Linked DNA regions of Mus musculus: region 2 is linked to region 1. A link is a contact called in public promoter capture Hi-C data. All regions are on one chromosome and are shown on one strand. The core of a region is the stretch at or near the end of the contact, and the rest is flanking DNA. Distances in the headings are between cores, read along the strand shown. Region 1 has its middle 70 kb from the start of Fras1. Region 2 overlaps Bmp2k (BMP2 inducible kinase).

Region 1 (6,602 bases), core at 4,005-6,504:
GACATGAACTGCCAATTTACAGACCACACAGATGGGAGGTGCTCCAAACAACCTTTCTAAACAGGTTCAATTTCCTCTCCTCCCAGCCCTCCCGTCCCCCCTCCTTGCCCTCCCCCATTCTTTCTTTTCTACTACCTCTGGTGGGTGGGAGACTACAAGGGAGGTTAAAGTGTTTAAGAATCATCATTAAAAATAAGGTTTGAGGGCTGGTGAGGTGGCTCAGGGGTTAAGAGCACTGACTGCTCTTCCAAAGGTCCTGAGTTCAATTCCCAGCCACCACATGGTGGCTCACAACCATCTATAATGGGATTTGATGCCCTCTTCTGGTGTGTTTGAAGACAGTTACAGTGTACTCATAAAAATAGAATAAATAAATGTTTTTTTAAAAAGGTTTGAAAAAATTAAAGTTGCAGGTGGGCCTTCATCAGTGGAAGAATCTACTCACGTGTTCGTAACATGATGGCATGATTACAAGTGGTAGGGCAGGAGTTGGAATGTAGCCGGTGGACATAGATCCAGGGCTGGAGCACTGATCATTACATCCTGCTCCCTGGCCGTCCTCCCTTATTGTTTCTTCTTCCTAAGTGGGTCTAGTTAAGTATGTCTTCTCTGCCATCACTCTCCAGTGTACCACAGCCCTGAGTGATCATGGACTGAAACTTCAAACCATGAGCCCAAAGAAACTCTTCCTTTTAAACTGTTTATTTCAGCCATTTTGTCAGAACAGTTGTCTTAGTGACCTTTCCATTGCTGCTGTACAAAATGTCTCGGATTGGATTGGAGAGTTGGTTCAGTCATTAAGAGCACCTGTTGTTCTTCAAGTACTATATTGAATAGGCAGGGAGAAAGTGGGCAGCCTTGTCTAGTCCCTGATTTTAGTGGGATTGCTTCAAGTTTCTCTCCATTTAGTTTGATGTTGGCTACTGGTTTGCTGTATATTGCTTTTATTATGTTTAGGTATGGATCTTGGATTCCTGATCTTTCCAAGACTTTTCTCATGAAGGGGTGTTGGATTTTGTCAAATGCTTTCTCAGTATCTAACGAGATGACCATGTGGTTTTTGTCTTTGAATTTGTTTATATAGTGGATTACGTTGGTGGATTTCCATATATTAAACCATCCCTGCATCCCTGGGATGAAGCCTACTTGATCATGATGGATGATCATTTTGATGTATTCTTGGATTTGGTGTTCAAGACTTTTATTGAGTATTTTTTGCATCGATATTCATAAGGGAAATTGGTCTGAAGTTCTCTTTCTTTGTTGGGTCTTTTTGTGGTTTAGGTATCAGAGTAATTGTGGCTTCATAGAATGAATCGGATAGAGTACCTTCTGTTTCTATTTTGTGGAATAGTTTGAGGAGAATTGGAATTAGGTCTTCTTTGAAGGTCTGATAGAACTCTGTACTAAATCCATCTGGTCCTGGGCTTTTTTTTTTTTTTTTGGTTGGGAGACTATTAATGACTGCTTCTATTTCTTTAACGGATATGGGACTGTTTAGATTATTAGAGGACTTAGGTTCAGTCCCCAGCATCCACATGATACCTCACAACTGTCCATAACTCCAGCCCCAGGGGATTAAATGTCCTCTTCTGATCTCAGTGTGCACCAGGTATGCACACGGTATGCAGCCGTACAAACAAGCAGGACATAAAAGTGAAATAAATCTAAAAATAAAAAAATAAATAAATAAATAAATAAACACAAAATACCTAGCAATGGCTGGCAAGATGGCCCAGGGAGGAAAGACACTTGCCACTGGCTGTGATCAGCTGGGTCATCTTGCCAGCCATTGCTAGGTGATGTTCTCCTAGGACTCACAGGGTGGAAAGAGATGTGACTCTTGAGGCTTGTGCTCTAACCAGCCCACATATTCCACATCATTCCTTGTAATCACCCCCAGTGGTGACATACATGTAAAACATGGAAGCGACTCAAGGGAGGAAGGATTTACTTGCACTCACAGTTTGAGGGACAGTCCATCTTGATCGGGAAGTGACGTCATAAGGTACCAGAAGGAGCCAGCCATGCTTTGTTCATAGTCAGGGAGAGGAGGGAGCACTGAATCTCCAGCTTGGGTTCCCTTTTTCATGCCGTCCGGAATCCTGGTCCAGATAAAGGTGCCACCCATATTTAGGTTGAGTCTTCCCACCTTATGGAACCTAATCAGGACATTTCTTCCCAGGTGTGGCCAGAGGCTTGCCCCCCCCCCCCCCCAGGTAACTCTTGTCAGATTGTTCGGTACTATTAGCCACCACAGCATTGAAAGGCTGCTAATACAGTTGGACTTGCCATAGACTAACATTTCTTAAAGCGTGTCTACTCAAGTGTTTGATTGGCATGTGTGCATATGATCATGGATGTGCACATGGATATGCTCATGTATGTGGAGCCCAGAGGCCAATCATTGGAGCTGTCACTCAGGAACATGTCACTTTGTTTTTGGAGACAGACTCTCTCACGGGCCTAGATAGAGCTTATAAAAAAAATGCTAAGCTGGGAGCTGGTGAGCCCTGGGCACCCACAGGTCTCTGACTTAGTAGTTATGATTCAACAATCATGTCCAATACTCCTAAGCATCAAGTGAAGAAGGCAAACCCAGTCTTTGCCTTCAAAGAAATGGATTTTATATGGATATAGTCATGGGTGGATAATATAGACACTGAGGCAAGCTTCACAGAGGGCTGAGCATGGATGAATATTAATTTGTCAGATCAGAAGGAACTTTTTATTTCTGATAAAGGGATGGCAGATGTGCAGTCACCCAAAGAGATCTACATGTGTTTGAGAACTACACAGTCAAAAACAATTGAGGACATAATAAATCCCACATATCGGTAGAGAAAAGAGAGAGAGAGAGAGAGAGAGAGAGAGAGAGAGAGAGAGAGAGGTGAGAGTTACTTTACAGGCAAGTAGAAACCAGACTGTTGTGGACCTGGGGATGAACACTTTTCCTTCTGTGCAGGATGGGGGCCTGGGGACTGACTGGAGCAGATTTTCACATAACATCAAGCATTGTTTGTGGTGCTAGGGATTAACCCACAGCCTCACCCATGCTGTGATAGTTCTCCCTCTGTCACTGGGCCACACCCCCAGCTCCTACAGGAATTATTGTATCTTGGGATTAGTTATAAAACCTTAATGCAGACTCACTTATTTGTTTGGCATTAAATTATAGTAAGGTATTAAATTGAGCAGGGTAGCACTTAGGAATGCCCTACCCAGCTCCAAGTTAAAGAAAACTGTATAAAAGCCATCAGAGGAGCCCAGAGATGGGAGAGCTATTCAGTCAGGGAAAACTAAAGTTTCCTTCAGTGTTATTTTGAATCTCTCTCCCTGCAACCCTCCTCCCGATTTGAAGAGTTTTTATCTTTATGGGGTGGGGATGACCCCTTCAGTCACTATGGCGTCCTTACTGGCATTCACTGAGTACGCACGCCACAGTAGCTCCCATCAAGCACTGTGAGAATCATTTCCTTGAAGGAGTCAAGTGTCTGCTTAAACGTGGCTGCCCATACCACACAGCAACAGCTGGTCCCAAACTGCTGAGCCTCATGTCTACAACCACAGGTAGTATCAGAAAGGAAGATGACTAAAAATTGATCTATAATATAAGATAGATAATGTAGCCAGAATGGAAGGCCTTTCAATGGCAGGAGTACCTCTTTTGATGCCAGCTTCCCACAGCAGGCAATAAGAGTACGATGCCAACTATCTATTGATCTGCTACTATCTATTCTGTGAACTCATTCATTCCTTAAGACTCATTTCCTGATAAATTGGATCAAAGTCTGAGTGATTGGGAGGGTTAAAGGGCCAGTGTCTCTAGCTGCTGCATTTATTTCTCATGGAGAGATTTGCTTCAGCTGTGCAATAGCTATAGCATGAACATGCTTGGCTACAGGGACATCCATTCATTCAGTCTTTGAAGCTGCACAGGACCCCAGACTGTCTGGACACCTATGAAAATATAAGACTAGCAGCTTACAAGTGAGTAGCAATTAGACATTTACATTTTAAGAAGACTCAAGCTTATGAGTATTTAATGTCAGCAATATCTAATTAGCGTTCTTCGTGTGAAAAAAAAAAAGACTGGAAGTGGCATCACCATAAACATATCTAATATCATACCCTTACGTACTTCAGCATTATCTCCTAAGAAAGGCTTTCATCGGGGCTGGACAGAGGAACAGATGTCTGCCAATCCAACATCTCTGCTGCTTTACAGGTCCAGGAGGAAGTAGTAACCAGCACACAAGGATGCACCCAGCAACTCGAGGAAGAAAGAGAGAGAAGGAAAAGCATCCACATAACTCAAACCCTGGAGCCTATCACGGAATTGTTGATAGTTTCCCGAAGGCAGCTACAACTGCACGCAGATCTGCTCATTTAAGTCTGTCTTTCTTGGACCAGTTTCATGTGTGATGTGGCCTTCTATTATGCAAACAAAGTCACTGATTATAATTACGAAAAAAATTGGTGTTTACTGAGAGCCTTAACAGAGAGTTATTATTTCGTTGGAGAGGGATCTAAAGAGAGTACTTCCTCGTCTTTACAAGTGTTGATTTGGGCGTGAATGTGTCCGATCATTGGAGTTCAATAGTGAGAAGGATTCTGCATTAAACTACGTGAACGTGGACGCATATCATTTTCCCCAGATCATGGCTTACTGCACATAAGCAGACACATTTCTAGTGTTGGCTTCGCAGGTGCTGGCTTCAAGGCTTTGTGTAACTCACTTCCTCTCAGATACATCACTTATTTCATTACGCTCTAAGTCATGTGCTCGGACACATTAGCAGCGTAGCCTTTGCTTCTGTGAGGAGGTTTTTGCCTTCCCTCCAGGTCAGAGATTCTGTCTGTATTCCCTTTGCAAATCAATAAAGCACAATGTCTACTTCATAGGAAGCATTCCAATAAAAGTTAAAGGAAATGAATTGCACATAAATAGATGACCTGCTACAAAGGAAATTGCATTACCATCTCTGAAAAATAACAGGTATTTTGACTTATATTATCAGTATCTTCCAAGGATCAATGTGCAGTGGTAGGAGAATAATCACACATAGGTGATTATCATAGAAAATTCAAAGAAAAAAAAACAAAAACCTCTGGTTCTTTCTCTGATGTGTCTGCATAAAATCACAGTGTTTTGCTGACAGAGCGTGTGCCCGAGCTATCTGTGTCTCCCCCATTCGGGGATCTATACAGTGCTAATGTTTTACAGATTTCTCATGTCCATTCAATACCCACTCTGCAGAGTTAGTATAACCTTCAGATTTAATTAGAAATCAGAGCAAAGGTCAAGGCTGTCTCATTGCCGGGACTGAGGCTGGTTCAAAATGATTACAGATTTTGCGACGTCTGTTGCTCATTTTAAAGGAGAACTTGAAGCCAGGAACCGTGTGAGGCCAGGTGTGTTTCTCCATCTGCTCCTCTGATAGTCATCGCCAATCAACATACTCCGACAGGGGCAGACCTCTTTAGAAATTAGTTTAAAGGACTGAAGGCCTTACTGAAGGGTTTCTAGAACCCGCCTCAACTTGGCTTATGCCCTTGGTCAGGAGATCATGAGGGTCCCCACAATCCTCTTGTGACTCTCTACTCCCTCGGAGATTTAACTTTTTCATTTAGAGTCGTATCCTATTCCACACACACACACACACACACACACACACACACACATTAATATACTTTTATCCTTTAATCCAGTAAGCCCACGTCCAAGAGTTTAACAAAATGAAATCACCACAGATACATTCAGTTATCTGTGTATTAATCACTTATTATAATATGATTGCAATACCATAAAATCTGGAATGGTCAATATGCTTACATCAGAGGCTGATTCAATAATGATGCAATAACAGCAGAATCTTGCAATCACATTTATTTAATGAGATTAGAAAAGTACATGTTGTGTAATATGAAAGTAAAAGCAGAATAAAAATGTTTATGCTTCCCTGAATTTTACAAAACTATATGTTGGTTTTTTTTATTAAGCTATATGTTTATACTCATAATTTTTATAAAATGTGCTCATTTTGACTGGTGGGTCATAGATGCCTTTGAATACTAATCCTTTTTAAAGCTACCTGTATTTTCCAGAATGCCTATAATTATGTGAAGAGCAAAATAACATTAGACTAGTACAGCCAAAAGCCAGAGATTTACACAGAAAAACCGTGGAGACATCCTTATGAAGAAGGGAAAGTACATGTGAGAAACAGGAGGGATGGGCTCAGCAGAGGTCAAGGCACCAGTGTGCAAAACGGAATGCTCACAGATTTTAGTCACCTCGGTCCCTAGAAAAGTGATGAGTTTCTGCCAAGTCAAACAAATGTAGAGTTCAATACTGAGTGACTAGGACAAGGTATCAATACATATTTAAAGTTTGTGCTTGACTCTGACCCTTGGATGCAGAGGAGCCAAGAAGAGAGATGCTTGGTCAGCAGGTGGAGCCAGCTGATAAAGGGAGGGTAACAGAAGCTGGGATTGAGCCGGCTGCTGATGGGGAAGAAGAGGAAGTCAGCAGATGGAGGGAGAATAAAGTTGACTCTTAGGAACACACACAACCATAGGAAGCGCGGGGATAATACCTG
Region 2 (6,392 bases), core at 3,134-5,633, 700 kb after region 1:
TAAGTTCTAAGACAGCAGGGCTACAAAGAGAGACCATGTCTCAAAAACAAAGAAAAAAAAAACCCATGAAAATAGGTACTTACTTGGCTTTAATGAGTGATCAGGTGGTAGGTGGAAGCAAAGGTTGAAGGAACTTTTATGAAAGATGGAATTTCCTGTGTTTACACGTTGGCTCCTGGGTCAGGTTTAACTCTAGAAGGCAGGGCCCTAGGCTTCTTTCCGATGAGCTGGGCTTCCCTTTCTAGAGCACACAACTGAAAGACTATTCACTTTAATTTTCAACATTCTGCAGGCTAGGTGAGATGCTAGGCACAAGTCTGGTCCACATATAAATATGATTAATCAATAATTGACAGACTTGCTTGTCATTTGAGGCAAGTGTGTGTGAAGAGGCGTGGCATTCAGCGTGACTGCTTGTCTTTTCAATATACCACTCTCTGTCTTACTCTGTAATTGACTGTGTTCTACAAGTTGGAATGAACACTGGCTTAGCAAATACTGAGTCACTGCTTCCAGGGGAAATGGCAGGGTTAGGTACCACAGAGCCTTGCTTCGCAGCATCCTGGTCGGCTGATTTATATGTGTGCCTATCCTTTGTGTTTAAAGACACCTTGTTTAGTGTCGTGTTAGTGATTTCTTTAGTATATCATATCTCTAGCTGAGGCCAAAATGAAGATTATCTCACAGGTTTTCTTTGTAGGAAAACCAGAACGTCTCTTGCACCTGTGTACTCTAGCTTGTGCCGTGCTCAGGAACCTTTTTAAACACAGAGATCACCAATAAAAAGTAACTGAGAAGCAGATTACACTCTCCGTGGCCGGGAAAGGACCCTTGCTGACGGACAGTAAGAGAGCTAAAGTAGGAACATGCAAGTGAAGAGACTCAGCTTTCCGCCCATTCGTTATATCTGCAAGTGCCAAGAAGTGCCAAGAATAGGGACTTGGGGAGTTTCAGCAAGTTGAAAAACGCGAGAGTGCTGAAATGGTGACCGGCTCTTGTCCTACACACGTGTGCATGGATTTGAGTAGTACCTTAGCTGCTGCAACCAAAGCATGTTCAGGGGCATACTTCTGTGTGCGCTGAACTGTTGGTGCAGTTCTCTCTGTGAAACACTTTATGTCCTGTCCTTCTAGTCAAGCATGTGTATGCTTGAACGTGCTTGGATCTCTCCCCTTCTCCCGCTTTCAGTTTCTACTGAAAGTTTTTAGGACTGATACCATAGCGAGGCATGTTCTTGTGTTTTCTCAAAAAGTGACTCAGTTTCAGGAGTTGAACTAATCCTGACTTAGAGCTTTTAAATGAGGCAGAGTCACCTGCCCGTCTTAGCGTGAAACAACATCCACTTGCCAAGCACATATAACTCAGTGCAGCCTTTCAGCTCTCATTAAGAGGGAGGGCTGGTTTGCTGTCCATCTGTCCATCCCAAAGAAGGGTTTTGATGCTTGTGTAGGGGAGCAGGAAGAATGCTTGTTTGTTCAGTTCTGTTCTTTTGAAACAGGGTCTCCTGTAGCTCTGGCTGGCCCCGACACTCGCAGTGTAGCTGAGTCCCAAAGTGTGAGCGCTTGCCACACACCACACTCAGGAAGTTGGTTCTTGTGGATAGTTATTTTTTCCACCCACATATTTAGTGTAGAGAATGGCCTTAAAGGGGATGTCAGGAGTATAACATGGAAGATGGGCTGAGCCAATCAATCTTGAGGTTCCCTGGGCCGAATAGGCATGGCACTGAGAGCATGGAGACGGTAATTCCTACTGTATGGTTGTGCTGCTCTCAGTAATTGGAGAATTACAGAAGTCTGTGAACATACTGCCTTCTAAGCATTGGCTGTGTGGAGTGAGTGAGTCTAAGCTGAATATTAGCTGCTCCTCATTGTTAATTTTATAGGAAAGTAGTAACATATTGTACACTTAATTTTGCAGTAAAGGCAGTAGTAAATGTTGAGTATTTTAGTGGAAGAAATCATCTTTGGCTACCCAGAGACTTAAGTTAATGTTACCAGGAGAGGACAGGAAGGATAGAAGGAGAGTTTCACAGAAATATCAACGATTGTTGGGTTCCATGTTCGTATTAAGTGTGGCTCATATACAGGTATTCTCTAGCTCAGTAGGCCCTTTAGTGTAATGCAGAAGACACATGTTAAAGAAGTAGAGACCTTTTGGTTAATGTGGTTAAAAGTGAAGAGAAAGCATATGGCCTTAGAGAGAACGGTTGAGTCTAGGGAACGAAGAAGAGCCTTTCAGCACTTTAGCAGAAGCCAAAGGGCAGGAAGGAAGTGTTGGTGAGTGAGCTGTGGAGAGAGGGCTATTGTAAAGTAGGCTGAGAAGGAGCAGGCCCTGTGTGAGGAAGACCTTCAGGAGCTGGAACGTGCTCAGAGAGCAGTGAAACATGGAGATGCTCTTGTTGAGCAGGGTCATGTGGACCGTGATGATGGGTCATGTTGGAGACAGCTCCAAGGTGGTGGTGATGGTGGACCATGGTACGGGGCTTTGCTCAGCAGGCTGAGCTGGGGTTTTATCTAAAACGTAACAGGAAGATAATGAATAATTTTTAAAAGTAACTGATTTTCCTACGGTCATACCGATTGCTAGATAGAAAATGGTTGAGAAATGTGTAAAGTGAAATGACTAAAAATGACATAGTAGAGATTAAAACGTTAGTGTTCAAATGTAAGGGGCCTTGGAGGGTCTTTTGAGGAGGGGAGAAGGGTCAACGTGACTTGCTTATACTATACCACTCTTAAACGGAAGTAGCATTTGCTAAGTACAGGACAGATTTGGGGAATGACCGAGGTTCCAGAGGTGTCTGAGAAGACATGCCTAGTGGGACTTGGGTGTGTGGTACCTGATACCCTTGCTGCAACGTCTGGAGCCACACTTTAGACAAGTGTGGAGTTGATGCCTGGAAACCTGGGCTGTTTCAAGAAGGGGCGTGGAGCTGTACTTGCTTGATCTGTTTGTGGGCCTGGCTGTTGCAGCCCTTGGTACTCTTCGACCCTCCTTCACGGTTTCACCCCTGGACTCTGCTCCAGCCTCAGTGTGCTGCTCTGCTTCTTGTGACTCTGTGACTCACATTGGTGTTTGCCTGTCACTTTACTTGGTGTAATCCCTGCTCCGAAGTAATGGTTATGGTAGCTGTTTTCTTCCTCTGGACACCTGTGGCCATTTGCTTTCATCTGTTGTATCACGTTCAGTCTTTTGTTTTGACATGTGATCCTGTTAGCCCTTAAAAACACTAAGATAGTTATTTATTGTTGGTCTCTTACCTCTCCTAGGAGATAGTAAACTTTGGGAAACTAGAAACACACACACACACACACACTCTCTCTCTCTCTCTCTCTCTCTCTCTCTCTCTCTCCCTCTCTATCTTTCCTCCCCTCCCTCCCTCCCTCCCTCCCTCATTTTCTGAGACAGGGTTTATCTGTGTAGACCTAGCTATCCTGGAACTCACTCTGTAGACCAGGCTAGCCTGCCTCTGCCTCCGGAGTGCTGGGGTCAAATGCATCTGGCTAGAAAGAATCTTAATTGCTGCTGTATGTACAAGTTCCTGTACTCTTCCACGGTCATTCAACTGTGATGATGTTTGAGTTTTAAAAGTAAACGTATTTCATTTTATTCATGATTACTGTAGACTTGAGAGTGCTGGTGCATGCCACAGCACCCGTGTAGAGGTCAGAGTGGCTAACTTTTGGGAACTTTTTTTCTCTTTCTTCCATGGGACCTTGAAGACTCAGTTCTTGTGGGCTGGTGCTTTCGTCCACTGAGGGAGCTCACAGCCCTGGATTCTGTTTCAAACCACATGCTTTTAATATAATTGAAGATGTAATTTGCAAGTTGAAAAGTACCAGTGAAGGGCTCTTTATTGGACCATCAAAATCTTTTACTCAGGCCAGGGGACTCTGCATTTTTTTATTATTATTTTTAAACGTTTGTGAGGGCAGGTTAATTCCGAGTGTCATTTCACTGAATTGCTCTAACGTCAAGACCAGCCTGGGGTCTGTGCATAGTCCCCTCATCCTGCCGACATAGCTTGCTTTATTCTGCAGAGGTGGCTTCTGAGAAAGAAAAGCACAGCAAATGAAAGCAGAGAAAGGCACAGCCCGTGCACCTGTGAGAGAGTTTTCTGTGAGTGCAAAGGAGGCGGCGAGGTCTCCAGGATTCCCGGTCCTTGGCTGCTGGCCTCTCGTGCATACCCAGTGCTTATAATTGTTCTTTCTGTGTTGAGTTCGATTCTTTAGAAACATTCCCTCCCTGAAACAGGGATTCAGTGTATGAGAAGACTGAAAATGGGATCATATGCCATTCCCACGGTATGCCAGAGGCCGGTCAGTGTGAGCAGAGCTCAGAGTCAGGCGAAAGCCTATCCTAGCCTTGTGACGGTTTGCTCTCAGAACAGCTGTCGGTTGCCACATTGAATCCGCCTGCATCTTTATCTCAGGCCACCTAGTCTCTAGAACTGTGAGAAATGAATGTTTTGTTTATATCCCAGCTTCTTAAACTGTGGGTCACCACCCCGTGGCTTATGTAACAGTGTGTGTGGGTGTGCGCGGGTGTGAAGAATTTTGGCAACAGTAAAAGGTTTCTGAATGACCAAAGACTAAAAATTAATTGAAAATCAAACGTGTAAGGCCTCCGGGGTGCTCTGGAGGCCTCCTCTGCAGCCTGGGATCTGAGCACAGAGCATGCACACCTTGCCTAGCGCATGCTGGTTTACCATGCAACATCAGCAAACACCGCCTGCAACATCTTGGCTCCGGTGGAGAGTTGGCGTTAGGAGTTGCAGTGCTTTTACTGGACACACTTTTCTGCTTTTCTAGAAACACAGTGCTTTAAGTACAGAAAAACAAAGCGGGAGGGTTTTCCTGTTGCCATCCCTCATATCAAATTAGTTTATATTCGGATTGCATTACATTACATTAGAATGTTTAAAAATTATTATTTGAATTGTTGGTTTGATTTTTATTAAAAAAATTGTTTAATGAATTTTGGCTTGAGTCTACGGCAGACTTTCTGACAATTTCTGAAATGGCCCTAAACTCATGTTTGCCATTTTGTACTGAGCGTCAACAACTATAAAGTGGAAATATCAATCAGTGGACAAACATTGAAAATACTTTGTGTTCTGAAGAATCAAATATTTAGCCAAGATATGATTCCTTGTGTCTAAGCAAATGAGGACACTCACTGCGTTAGTACATACATTTGCTTTTATTTTAATAAATGGGAAGCTGTGTGTGCCAAAGATTCCTTTACATTTCTGTACAATGTGTTGTCACTGAAGCATGATGGGAGTATCTGTTTTGCATACCGAGTACCTTTCTTAGGCAGAAGGGGCTTATGGGTGGACAAAGCTTAAGAAGCCCTGGTTGGTCCATCACCCAGCCTGTGGTATGTTGATCTAATTGGCAGGAGAGACCAAGACATTTCTGTTTTATTTAGCTTGTATTGTTACATTTGACTGGAGTGCAGACACCTGTTGTTGTGTCCCCTGCCCCTTGTTAAAATTGGGTATTGTAGGAGACATTTATTAATACAATTTTTTACTGCAAACCTTTTGTTTGCTCCTGAAACCTGTCTCAACCTATGGCCCCAGGTGTGGCATCTGTTTCTCATGTGATAGCACCTACTCAATTTTTTTCTGTTCCAATAAAAGTTTTTCGTTATTTTAAAATGTAGCCCATTTAGGAGTTGGCTTGTCCTGTGTTACCTCTACATGTTGTACTCACAGTAGACATTCAGTGTGTTTGTGAAAGGTGAATCTTTGACTTCCACATGACCAGAAGACCTAGTAAATGCTACCGTGAGCAGACCCACTCACTGGCATTCAATATGGCTGCCTGTCTCTGCTGGTTTGCAGCTAACAGTTGTTCCCCTGCCCCCTTACTCCTTTCCTTCACACTGCCACTGAGCCCCAGCCCTCAGCCCTGCTTTTATGTTCTTTGGTAGAAACTAAAATAGGAAGGAACTGGAAGACGGTACTTTATAATAGTGTAGGTATAGTATTAACTAGGTGGACAGAGACTCTGCATGAGATTGGGTTTTGAATTTTGGCTTTTTTTTTTTTTTCTGTTTACTTGTCTAGTTAATTTTTGTTTAAGTTTTATTAACGTTTATTTAGGTGTGGCTTTCAAAATGTTCTTGCTTGAGGTCCCTTGACTGGTATTGCTCCACTAAAGGAAGTCATTACATATTAGGAGCTGGGTGGTTCTAACTGGGCCGTGTATAACTCTTCTTTCGGCAGAACCCTTTTGGAGACTGGTCAGTTGCATGTGGCCATCTCTTGGGTGGGTGGGTGGGGGGTAGCACCTAGGCTTAATTGGATGGGTGGCTGAGAGGGTAAGAGATCAGGAGGAAGGGAAACATCTTTTGGGGCTCTCCTCTAGCTTTGGGACTCC

The links. Promoter capture Hi-C pulls out the DNA fragments that hold promoters and counts their contacts.
Region 2: a promoter capture Hi-C map of liver shows a contact between it and region 1, with 2.1 times the contacts expected there. The contact joins two enhancer-like sites. A contact is called at or near these places in 4 of 39 promoter capture datasets (hippocampal neurons, liver and second pharyngeal arch cranial neural crest) and 1 of 115 datasets of contacts at active chromatin or transcription factors (embryonic forebrain).

What each region holds. Positions count from the first base shown.
Region 1 is chr5:96,300,612-96,307,213 of GRCm38.p6, forward strand. No RefSeq gene overlaps it. Among named protein-coding and RNA genes, the nearest start is that of Fras1, 70 kb to the right of the region's middle. Within about 2 kb of position 5,255, at least 7 of the 459 cell types and tissues checked have an H3K27ac peak or open chromatin away from gene starts, as enhancers often do. A contact at or near this core is called in liver, where this site is marked.
Region 2 is chr5:97,000,223-97,006,614 of GRCm38.p6, forward strand. The region is part of intron 1 of Bmp2k (BMP2 inducible kinase); the gene reads left to right. Among named protein-coding and RNA genes, the nearest start is that of Bmp2k, 5.7 kb to the left of the region's middle. Within about 2 kb of position 4,384, at least 28 of the 459 cell types and tissues checked have an H3K27ac peak or open chromatin away from gene starts, as enhancers often do. A contact at or near this core is called in liver, where this site is marked.